Linked DNA regions of Rattus norvegicus: region 2 is linked to region 1. Evidence: chromatin contacts called from public Hi-C data. All regions are on one chromosome and are shown on one strand. The core of a region is the stretch at or near the end of the contact, and the rest is flanking DNA. Distances in the headings are between cores, read along the strand shown. Region 1 has its middle 200 kb from the start of Vrk2. Region 2 has its middle 370 kb from the start of Vrk2.

Region 1 (5,797 bases), core at 1,972-4,471:
GCTAGCTATTAGAGAGAAGCTATTATTCATTGCTGTTTTGTCCCAAACAATACTGAATTAAATGACACTGTGGTATGGCAACAAAATATGTTTTAAAAAATAACCAAAACCACAAAACATTTAACTCTGGGTACCTCTGTAGCTGGACTCTGAGGACCCTTGGTGACTATCAGTCTCCTCCTCTGACTCCACACATACTCATGCACACATACACATGGACACAAATGAATGACACATTAAAGACATATGTGCCTTGACTCTATTATCTTAGAAATCAGAGGAACAGCTTGCTTCTTAACACTTACAAACTGGTTCCCTTGATAATAAAACCTGGGGCCACACACATTGACAAATTTAGAAAATGCATTGGCCTTTGAGGAAATACTACTGAAGCAAGAGGTGAATGTTTTATTGTTTGCTGAATGTCTGTGGAACCCATCCTGGTCAGCAGGTATCAGCCCCAAATTCTGGAGTTGCCCCAGATTTGGGGTGTGTTTCCCTGTGAGATTTTAAAGGGGGTCTCTTGTATGAACTGTAGAAAGTCACCAACTTCACCTATCCTCAGGAGGAGGCAAGGTAGTCGTCCAGAAGAAATTACTCCAGTGACAAACACCTTTTTTTTTCAAGCACAGGGGTAGTGATTGTGGTCATTATGCAATTTTACAAATAAATTCCTGAGAGCTGAAGAGGAATCTAAACAATATACAAATATACAAAAGCCACAGGGGGCGTAAATAGCATAGGCAGGATGAAGTTGCCAAAGCTTGTGTTTGCATTTTACTTCATCTTTTCACAAAATGAAAAGGAGAGAAAAAATGTCTTTATAAGTCTTATGGAAATGCAAGATGAACTATCAGCCTGAGTAATCAGGAAGGACAGAAGTGGGCAGCTCTTTAGTGTTTTGGCAGTGTCATAGAGCAGAAGTGGACAGCTCTGTGGTGTTTGGGCATTGCCATAGGACAGAAGTAGGTGCTCTCTGGTATTTGGGCATTGCCATTTGTTTTCCTAATCATTCAGAATAATCCTAGAATGTTATAAGCATTTTACAATGATTTTTAATACTATTATAATTCTCAGACTTACGATTAAGAAAACCACTTAAATGAACACACTGTTCATAAGATTAACATTGATTTTTTTTACATGATTGCATTATGCATGGACTCTGAAGACTTTATCAAATTATTTAGACTTTACTAGATTTGAATAAATGGTAGGGAATACTCAAACACTAATTCAAACATATTCCTTTGTTCTTATAAATTACTATATATGGGTTAGGTTCTCTCACATTGGAAGCCCTATAAAAAAGTTTTTTCACCCACAATCCCAGGGTATTTTAGCTATCAGAAAAAGACACTTGAAATATATTGTCATTATGTGTGAAGTGACAAAATACATTTGATGATTAATATTTATTCCATCAAGACTGCGTACAGTAATATGACTTCTAATTTGAACCCACACGAGCTTCCCTTGCCAGCAATCCTGCCTCTCAGCGCCTTTCCATTTGCTGCCCCACATCTTGTAAACAGACCCAGTCAGATACATGTTTTTCTTTTTCTTCCCTATTTGAACTGCTGAAACAGAAAAGTGAGTTTTTGGCCTCACGTTCCTGGTGAACCATACGGAAACATGGAAAATGTGTAAGTGTGTGAGGGGACGTGGAGAGTCAGGAACTTCAGAGCCATGATTGGAAGGCTCCTTGTTGTGGTGGGAGCTGTGCTGGGGATAGTTTGTCATGCAAGTCCTGCAGAAACTCTATCTGTAATCTGCAACCTGTTTCCACATATACAGCCAGTGGAAATGGCAGTCAGATGTCAGGAAGACCTCTCTCAAAGTTAAATACGGGTCCCATCTTTGCTGCATTACTAACTATCCTCATTCTTTTATTTCTATCCCCCGTACTAAGAGTGTCCTTTGTGGCATTTAGCTGTGATGAGATGGGCGCGTGAGCAGCCTCCTCCAGAATTGACGCCAGCTGGTTTGGGAAGACTGGCAAACCCTCCACTCTCCCTCTATGTACCAAGTTAGAGATTGACTTTATTATCTGCTAGAGCGCCATGCCATGCCCAGCTCAGTCTCCAAAGGCCTGGGATGCAGTCATGGAACACAGCCCCATTCACCATGGCACTCGCTTGGATTTAGTCATAAGTTCAGGAATTGCTTTTTAACAACAACTACAAAAAGAGTGAGGGTCATCCACTTCTAATGCTGGAAACCTTGTGCTAATCTGCTCCATGCATTCAAATGAAAATATGACTTCTTGGCAGAGAATAGCATTATAATGTAAAATCCCATATGCTGGTATACAGTATGTTGCAATCTGTTTTACGGCTGCCTCTATTCTAACGAGTGAATACTGCCAATAAAGCAATTGAAGATAACACTAATTGCTTATTTCTGTGATCCATAATTTTTATGGCTGCCTTATAGCTCTTTAGTCAAATAGATGCTTTTTGGCCTTTAAGATCTAGAACTCATGCACTGTAGCAGTGAAACTGGAAATGCACACGCTGGCCTGAGATGCTTTTCTGTGCTTGATGAATAGAAAGAAGCAGAAAAATAGGTGAAAAATGAAAAAGAAATATACCAGTGTCAAGTCAGCTTTAGAAGACAAACATTAGATTTGAACAATATTTGGGTAATTTTAAACACATACATAAATATATGTCTGTGTATGAAACTAAAGCTGTCAGCTCCCCTTGGCTTTCCCAAATTTGGAGAACAAACGATGAAAGCAATGGTGACCATGGAAATCATGGAGTTTGATTGCAGGCATTCAGAACTGAGGACTGAGCTGTCTCCTCGGCTCTACACAGGGGACCCTGGGACTAGCCCACAGTGAGCCAATGAATCTGAGAATCAGATCCTCTTCAAAATACTCTACAGACTAGATGGGCACAAAGAGCTCTGACTACTGTTAAAGGTTGTATACATGTATACCACAGTGCTAGATCCTTATTTGAGAACACTTGTCGTGCCTTCTCATGGGATAACATTGAAACGTCAAATTACGTATCAGTTACCTTCAAACTTATCCCATCCCTTGCTAGTTGTTGTGTAGCCTGTGGACTAGTTGCAAGGTATCCTGGGAGCTTGTTGCAGGCTCAGGATTTAGGCTCTTTCCTAGGCTCACTGATCACAATCTTTGTTTATCAAACCTCTTGGTGATTAGTGTGCTCATGAAAGACTGAGAATTCTCACTTAACACAAGAAAGTTGGATCTCAGCAAAGGCGCATGGCTCACAGGAGGCCACAGTGAACCAGAATAAAGGCTGAGTACTTATACCACGAGTCTAATCCATGCTCTCCCCACCACACAACATGGAGGATTTCACTAACAGGTGACAGATTTTAGATACACAGCCTCAAAACGTGGGGCATATATTTGAAGTTTAAAATAATGTAACTCAAGATAGTCCTGTTTCTTTTTTGTCAGGGGGTGAAAATAAAATGCAGAGCAAATAGCCAGTAGGTTATAGCACAGAACTTAAGCTGTATTCAGAAAGTGTTGAAAACGCCCACGATTTCTATTTATGAGGTTCAGAAACATTATTCTTAAATGGAGGAATTAAGACACTTTGAATTTCAGGGTTTGTGTGCAAAGACCACAGGAATCTAGTATTTACTTTGTTTTGCTTATATCCAGCTTTCTGGATATTATGATTGCTTTTGTAAGAAAAAGGGGCATTATCTCTGTGTTTTTCTCACGTTCAAACAGGAATATGAAAAGCACTGAATCCAAAGAAGAGAGGCCAAAAGGTAAATTAAAATGCTTACAATTCCCCTACGAAGTATAGACACAAGACACAGTTTCGAGAGACACGACTAAATTGGTTTCATCATTAAACTCACACACCAATGCATATTGTATGCTTGCTATTAGGTAGACTAGTATTATTTATTACATTTATTAATAAGTGAACATGAGCCATGGGTGCATTATTTTACTTAAGCTTAATGAAAATCCTGTGGGTTGCTCTTATTTTCCTCATTTTATTTATAAGGTCACTTGACTTGTATTAAAAACAAACAAACAAACAACAAACAGAAAAACTCAACTGTGACACAAAGTCAGTAAAGTAAAAACATAGGGGATAAACTGAGTCATCAGGGCTTGAAAGGAGTCTTCTAAATTAATGTTGTGACCTGAAATGAGATGTTCGATTCAACACCTGAAGATCGGATTTCCCTAGATTTCTGTTCTGGACTGAATTTCTACTGACTTTCCACAGTGTGGTGGATACGCTTTCTTCTGTATCAAACACACTGAGCTCGTGAGAACACAGAAAACCCTTTGGAGGGTTTGGAGAGCTGCAGTCTGTTGGAGGTTGTAACCAAGTGTAGGTGACACTGCCCTTAGGGATTCTCAGTCAAGATTCTGTTGCTGAGACGGCCAACAAAAAGCTGATTTAAAATGCCAGCACATTGAGGACATTCTTACTGAGGTCAGCTGCACTGGCCTTCCATGAAACTGGCATTGCCAGGCAGGTGGTGAGGTGGAGCACCCCAAAAGGGTTCTAGGTTATACACATGAGCATTGCTATGCTTAGAGGGGCAGAGTTGATGAGAAATGCTTAAATTAAAAGGATATCAGAACAAGAACCCATGGTAGAAACTGCCTAGATAGCCTAAAATTTAGACCCTCAGCAAAAGGGAAACTGACAAATACTCCAAAAAAAAAATGATGAATCATCTACAAAAAGAGAAGTCACAATGTTTACCCCATTGTACACAGTACACCTCCTCCTTGCAATAGAAGCACACAGGCTTTGTCTTGGCAAAAGTTAAATGTCAGTCCATGCTCAGAACTAATCATGAAATCATGAGTGATCACAGCTCTGGCTAAAACCTACAGCTTCCAAGTGGCTACTTAATATAAGAGACAAGTCTTGATTACGCAACAACACTTTGTGATACCTTACAGAGCAGAAGTACCCAGTGCCCTCTAGCACTCACTTATTATGCTAGATGGTTGAGGTGACTGGACCCTATGCTATGCAGAACTTCAACTTTGACTACACAATTTCCTTTTTAAGTTTGGTTAAAGCACCAATTTCACCACCTCCAGTTCCCATATGCTGTCCCTTGGAGACAGTGCAGTGTTTATGATACTTGTCTATATTACTGGGATTTTTTTTCTTTTGAGAAAAGAAAAGGGTATATTGTTTCCTGGATTAAAAGAAAGAAAGAAAAGCAGAAAAAAAATGAGAGAGAGGGAGGGAGGGTGGAAGGAGAGAGAGAGAGAGAGAGAGAGAGAGAGAGAGAGAGAGAGAGAGAGAGCACATATTGACGTCTCTACAGAACTCTCTTCTTAGGAGAAACTTGACATGAGGTACCACCTATCAAGCCTACACAAACAGAATCACCCTGCTCTTTACTGGAATATGCAGTGGTTTTGAAACCTACCACCTTTACTTCAGGGGTGGAATATTGTAGCATTGCCTCTTGTCCAGGTTTAATCAGTCTGATTTTTTAGCCACCCCAAGGAATCTATTTCACCTTTGTGAAGTTGGCTAGTGTCCCAGATTTATTCGGATTTAATATACAAAGAGTAAGAGAAAATAGAGAAATCTACCTGGTATCATTTTATTAACTGCACAAAATTCAATCGTCAGATGGAGAAGAACAGGAAACTCAGCACACGGATGGCTGAGAAGTTAAAGCTCAGAGAGAGGGAGCACAATTGTCCCTCAGTATACGTTCCTTCATATGATTTTCTATGCATGCCTTTGAATTTCAAATTCAGATAAGGCATGTATATGTACATACATAAAATGGAAGACATTTTTTG
Region 2 (5,802 bases), core at 2,129-4,628, 160 kb after region 1:
CCTGGTTCTTGTGGGTCCAATGAGAAAGTCAGAGGCTGTGCTCTCCCTTCTCTTAGAGCCACACATTCTTTTTCTCAGTTCTGTGCATCCTTCCCTGTGTTCACGCACAAGAATGCCTGTTTCCCTCTTGTTAGAACAAACAGAAAGGACAGATCGTTTTTTCAATACTGTCTGCTATTCACTTTTCTATTCTTTTTCCCATTATTCACCTCCATTGTTTGTTCTTGGCCCTTGGTGCCCCACACAGCTGTCTAACGCACCTCCTTATATGTGGCAGACAGACCTACTCTGAAATCCCTCAGCCCTTCCAACCTGATGCATTCTTCTTTCTTTCAGCCCTGTAACTCTGTACTTTCTCTGCCTTCTCTACGAACTCCTCTACCATCTAATTAGAAGTTTCTAACTTACAGTTATGTTTGTGCTCCAATTTGTCTTATTCATTTGTGAATTCCTCCTCCTCCTCAATCTCCCCTCCTTCCTTTCCCTCATCTTCCTCCCTCTCTTCTTCTGCCTCTCTCCTTATATATACAAATGGACTAGTATCCACTGCATTCAAGTCTACTGCTTTTGGGATACCTATGTCTATGTCTAATCTTGCTTAAGGATGGTATGATCAACCTCTTTATTCAGGCCAGAAGTCTGAGAGCCTTGGCAGCTTTTGACAAGTTCACTATTCAACAACCAGTAGTTTCTTCTTCCCCACACCTTAACTTCTGTGGATTATGTTATTCCCTTTGAAAGGTAGAAGTGAACTTTGTTCTCAAAAGCCCTGACACTGCTCTGGTGGCCTCAATCCTGCTCTCACTGTTACAAAGCCTTCAAGATGGTAATCGGCCTCTGGTTCAGGTCTTAGTATCTAGCATGGTCATAGAGGTGTTTCTCTTTCTTTCTCTCTTCCTTTCTTTCTCTCTTCCTTTCTTTCCTTCTTTCTTTCTTTCTTTCTTTCTTTCTTTCTTTCTTTCTTTCTTTCTTTCAACATTTATCTACTTAAGCCTATCTCTTTTTCTAACCCTCTTCATCAGCTCAAAATCTAAAGTCACATGAAGTCTTTTTGACCTGTCATTTTCCTCTCATCCACACTTCCTTGTCATCTTTCTTAGTAACTGGGAGGCAGGAACTGAAGTACTTGGGGTGCTGTCTCTTCTAGCATTCTTGCTCCAGGTGACGTCAGAGCTGGATTGAATCGCAAAACCTCTCCCTACTCATAAATAGGTATTTCACAAGTCTTATCTATTTAAGGCTTGCAAAGTAGCATTTGATTTATACAGAATAGTGACTATTGCCAACATCTTGTGAATTACCTATCACACCTGACATGTCACATGGGTCCTTCTGGAAGCTAGAACGCAGGGAAGGAATGCATTTTCCTCCAGAACTGAACGCTGCACCCGGGAAGCGTCGACAATAGCAAGAGGAGTAATTTCTGTCATTTCTAGGCAGCTAGTATGCAGTAATCTTTTGTGGCAGCCCTAGGCAACACAATTACTCTTTTCTGGCTCTGCAACTGATGCTAAATTCCAGCAGCCTTCAGGACCTCCAAGGTCTGGGCAAGGAACCAGCTTCTGGAGACTGCGCTCTCCTTGACGAGTCACTGCTTTGGAGCTTCCAGCCAGTGAGCTCCTGGACTGTGGACTCAGGCTGTTCACAATGCCTAACACACTGTTGTGGGGGGAAGACGGTAGAGCTCTGTGGGGCCTTTACCCTTCTGAAATGATACATTCAGGTACTATGTATTTCCTTTAAGTTTTGTGAGGTGGAAACTACACAGGTCCAAGATCCTGAGAAGACAAAAGTGTAACACTTTGTGTTTCTGACACAGTGAATGGGAAGCACGCTCCCTGAAGGCCTGAAGTTCGTTTCTCTTTCTGGTTAGAACTTTCTCCTATAATAGAAGACTATGACAGGCACACACTCATATTGTCTCTGTCACTATGCTTGATCACATGACAGCTGGCATAAGGAAGCAAATACCCAAAGATTCAGGGAAAGGAGCGCATTTGCACGCTCGTGCTTGGTGAGGGGCATTTTGAGAAGTATGACTCAACAAGGCCAGCGAGGCCCCTTAAGATTGTTTGCCTGTCCTTTTGCCTCTGGGATGATACCTGCCCAGTGAGGCTCTCGAGTGACTGCTTCTGGTGTCTTCTCAGATCTTCTGTAGTAAATCAGTTCTGGGGTTAGTCCTCTTATTTCTGTTTTACCTCAAGTAGTTCTGCCTGGCTTTCTCTGCTCCTTCCTGCAGAATACCAGTGGCGATTTCTCTGCAGCTTCTAAATGCCCCTCAGATATCCTAATTCTTTCCCCATAATAGACCACTCTTTGTAAGTGTTACTTTGTTCTTCTCGCTTAGGGGACTAGAAGTGAAAGATAAGAGCTGAGAATCATTTTTGCTCTGTTGCCAATTCTCTTCTCTTCTGAGTCATCAGAAGGCAAAATTAACTTCAAAATTCATGAATACTTCTGTCACACATCTCGAGAAGATTCTCCTCCAGAAAGAGAATATGCATCAATTATTTGGTTAACTGATAAGAAATGAAAGGCCAAGTTTGGAAAATCTTCAAGTTTTCCATGAATATTCATAAATAATGAACTTGCATCTCAATTTAGAACCTAACAACAGTTTGCTTCATTAAAAAAAAAAATCTATGTTGATGGTACACTGAGGTCTAGTTGTGGGGTCTTTCCTAGTGGTGACTGGGTGACTGCAGTCGCTGACAATAGCAGCGTGGCTTTGCCTGGCTTTTAGCACATTTGGGTGTAGCTGGCAGGAACTGGAGGGACAGAAGGCTCCTTCCTGACAGTGTTTCTTGATGGACAGGTAGCCAACTTCCTAAGAGGCCCTATCTCTCTTTTCCTGACACTATTTCTATCCCTTTTTGCAGACCTCTTACCGAAACTATGCAAACAAACAGAAAAAGAAAACAAAAACGGTGTTGGGGAGGAGAGAGCGTACAAAGTGCATCGAAGAGGAAAGGGGAAAAAGGAAAAGAAAAAAAGAAAAGAAGAGGAGAGAAAAGAAAAAAAGGGAGCACTCCCCTGAAGAAAAGGGTAAAGGAAAGATTTCTGTCTTCTGGAATTTTTGCCCCCAGTAGTCCTCTGCTTCGTCCTGTTAGGTACACAGTGTTGGCAAACCCCTCAGGGTAAATAAGGCACCAGAGAAAGGTCTCTCGCACCCGGAGAAAGGAAGCCTAGCAGGCAATCCTCAAACCTTGCTTGTTAGAGGGACGGAGGCCTTCGGGGGCTGCCCCCTTTGTCTCTTGCCTTCTAGCTGCTTGGGCATGAAGAAAGTGGACAAAGGAGCTGCACTGTGGTAGGGTGTGAACTCTTCAGGCAGCTGCTTTGAGCTTTAATTACCCTCCCCAGCTCTCTGCCCAGACCTAGCTGGGCCCTGGGGCCGACTGCGGGGTAACACTGCCATCTAGCGGTCGCCCCTGCCCGGTGAGCCGGAGTCTGTGCCCTCAGGCTGGCTCCTTGACTCTCTCTTTCACCCTCTCTCTCCCTTTTTTCTCTTGCTCTAGCTCTCTCTCTCTCCTGTGCACCTCTCTCTCCTTTCTCTCTCTCTCTCTCTCTTTTTTAAAAAAGGATTTTATCCCATCAAGGAAAAAAAAAAAGCTGGCTCTTGGAAAACAACCAACTCTGTTGGAACTCGGAGATAATAATCAGTTTCTCTGGGCTTGTGAAATTGGCTCATTAAGCGTGCTTTTTAACAGAAAATATTGGAAGCGATTAAGTCTGCTTTACTGAGTGGGCATGAAATGGCCAACCTTCGGCCACCCACAGCTCCTAGGTGCCTGGCGCCGTTTTATGCATGCGGCGTAATGTCTTTACTTGAAGTGGTGTTTATTCATCACCTGCTTATTTATCTCTTCGCGTTTGGCAGGCACATCGATCAATGTTAAACTGTCACACAAGGTTATTTTTCTTTTACATAACAGTATAGGCCTAAGGTAGTGGCATATTAAAAGTAATAACTTTCTAACTTGTAGCTCAAGATGACAGCACCATTTTTACCCGAATATATTACAGCTCAGACTTCCTCATTCCATTCCCCGACTCCCACCCTACACTTCTGTAGTACTCCGCCTCTCCAAGGTCAAAGGCTTCCTTCTGCCTAGCTGCCCTCCCACTTTGCATACCACTCAGTTCTCCCTTCACCCCCAGTTATCTGCAGCTTTTAGGCTGATAAGCCCACAGTGAACATTCTGTCCACCTGATGTACACATCTCCTGGTCCCTGTCATGATGACATCTGCCCCTTTGCATAAAGATGCGGCTTGAGGAGCAAGAGGAAGAGAGCGAGGAAAGTGCCTTTGTGGTGAAGGTTGTGCAGGGCTATTTCCATGTCTGAAGCTATCTCGGTAGTGGGGACGCCTCTGCAGCTTTATTTTGCTTTCTAGTTGTAGGAGACAACAACAGCAGTGACAAACCCTTGGGGTGGGAGTGGGGGGACAAACATGTGTAAGAAGCGAGCATGGCTTTGAAGCAACCAGCGTTGGCCCAGAGCTTTTAAGTTGGGTTGTCTCCCCCTGTCCTTTGGCTCTAGGTTTTTTTGTGTGTTGCCTTCAAACTCCTCCCAGTTTGTGATGCCTCTTTTCTTGGCCACAGGCCAAGCAAGCTTTCTTTGTACAAACAGTTTTTCTTCTCCCCCCCCCACCCCCCGCAACCCCCACCTTAGTCCTGAAAAATGCCTACAGATAGAATATCAGATCTTTTTAGTTTCGAATTTCAAAGTGGCCCTTAGAATTCCTTCCTGCCCTTGATCTCTCCTTTTGGGTTTCAGCTCCTACTTGGACTCTGTTGCTAATTCTGCCTCTTGGACAGTGGCTTTCTGCTACGATGCTTTGATAATCTTGGGCACAGAGAAAATAAATGTTAGCATAGTGGACATGGCTGTTGCACAACTACTCCTGTGATACTTGATACCACACCCACTCTGATAGTGTGCCTTTGTGTGGACTAGCGTAGCTCCCCGAGGAGGTTTCCATAAGTGATGGAGAAAATATGGCTCAGTACTCTGGCAAAGTACCTGCTATGTAGGTTTGCACGCTTGTCATTGAATCTGGCCCATCCCTTGGGTGACGTCTACATTCTTGTGCATAAAAGATGGTAGGATGCTGATCTATGGTGACTTATTTTATCACGGGCAGTAGAGCCCTAGAAAAAAAAGGCATGTTCACTAAAAAGTGTGTGTATGTGGGGGTGGGGGGACACTCTGTGTCCTGGTTCCTAAGATCAATATTTGCATTAAAGTGGCTTAAATGCGTGTGGCTTGGAGGCCGTCCATTCTTTCAAGCTGACCTGCTGCATTGATCAGGGCTAGTGATAGAAGGAGAAAGAGCAAATCAGGCGAGGAAAAGATTTGCAAGGAAAAATAGAAGAAAATAAAAGCTGTTGCCATGGGTCCTGTGGGAGATACACTTCACGAAATCTGTGTATGCTGTTTACTCAGCAGCCTCCACGGCCTCCGTTGCCGGAGAGTGCACCCCTCTGCCTCCCCCATACAGCTATTTTATCTTTAAAGAGCTAACAGAAGGACTTCTGGTTACTTTTCAGATTGGAATTTCAACAGCCGGCAGTATCTGGACCACACCTTGGACTCAGTCACTCTTTGCAGTTCCCAAATTGACACTTAAAGATACAGCTGCTTTGTTAAAAATTGTATTATAACCAATTGTATACATGACATATCAAAGGATAATTCATACCAGCCATTTACACGTGCTCCACTGTAGCCCTGATTCTTTAAAGTGCTATTTGCAGTGGTCAGCTTGACCCCACAGTCACAGCTGATATCCAGAGATGAATT

What was found. Hi-C and Micro-C count contacts between places; a contact is called where the count stands out from the background.
Region 2: a contact with region 1 is called in a Hi-C map of frontal cortex, with 3 times the contacts expected there. The contact joins two enhancer-like sites. A contact is called at or near these places in 2 of 12 Hi-C or Micro-C datasets (the A7r5 cell line and frontal cortex).

What each region holds. Positions count from the first base shown.
Region 1 is chr14:104,836,635-104,842,431 of GRCr8, forward strand. No RefSeq gene overlaps it. Among named protein-coding and RNA genes, the nearest start is that of Vrk2, 200 kb to the left of the region's middle. Within about 2 kb of position 3,222, at least 5 of the 93 cell types and tissues checked have an H3K27ac peak or open chromatin away from gene starts, as enhancers often do.
Region 2 is chr14:105,000,998-105,006,799 of GRCr8, forward strand. No RefSeq gene overlaps it. Among named protein-coding and RNA genes, the nearest start is that of Vrk2, 370 kb to the left of the region's middle. Within about 2 kb of position 3,379, at least 5 of the 93 cell types and tissues checked have an H3K27ac peak or open chromatin away from gene starts, as enhancers often do.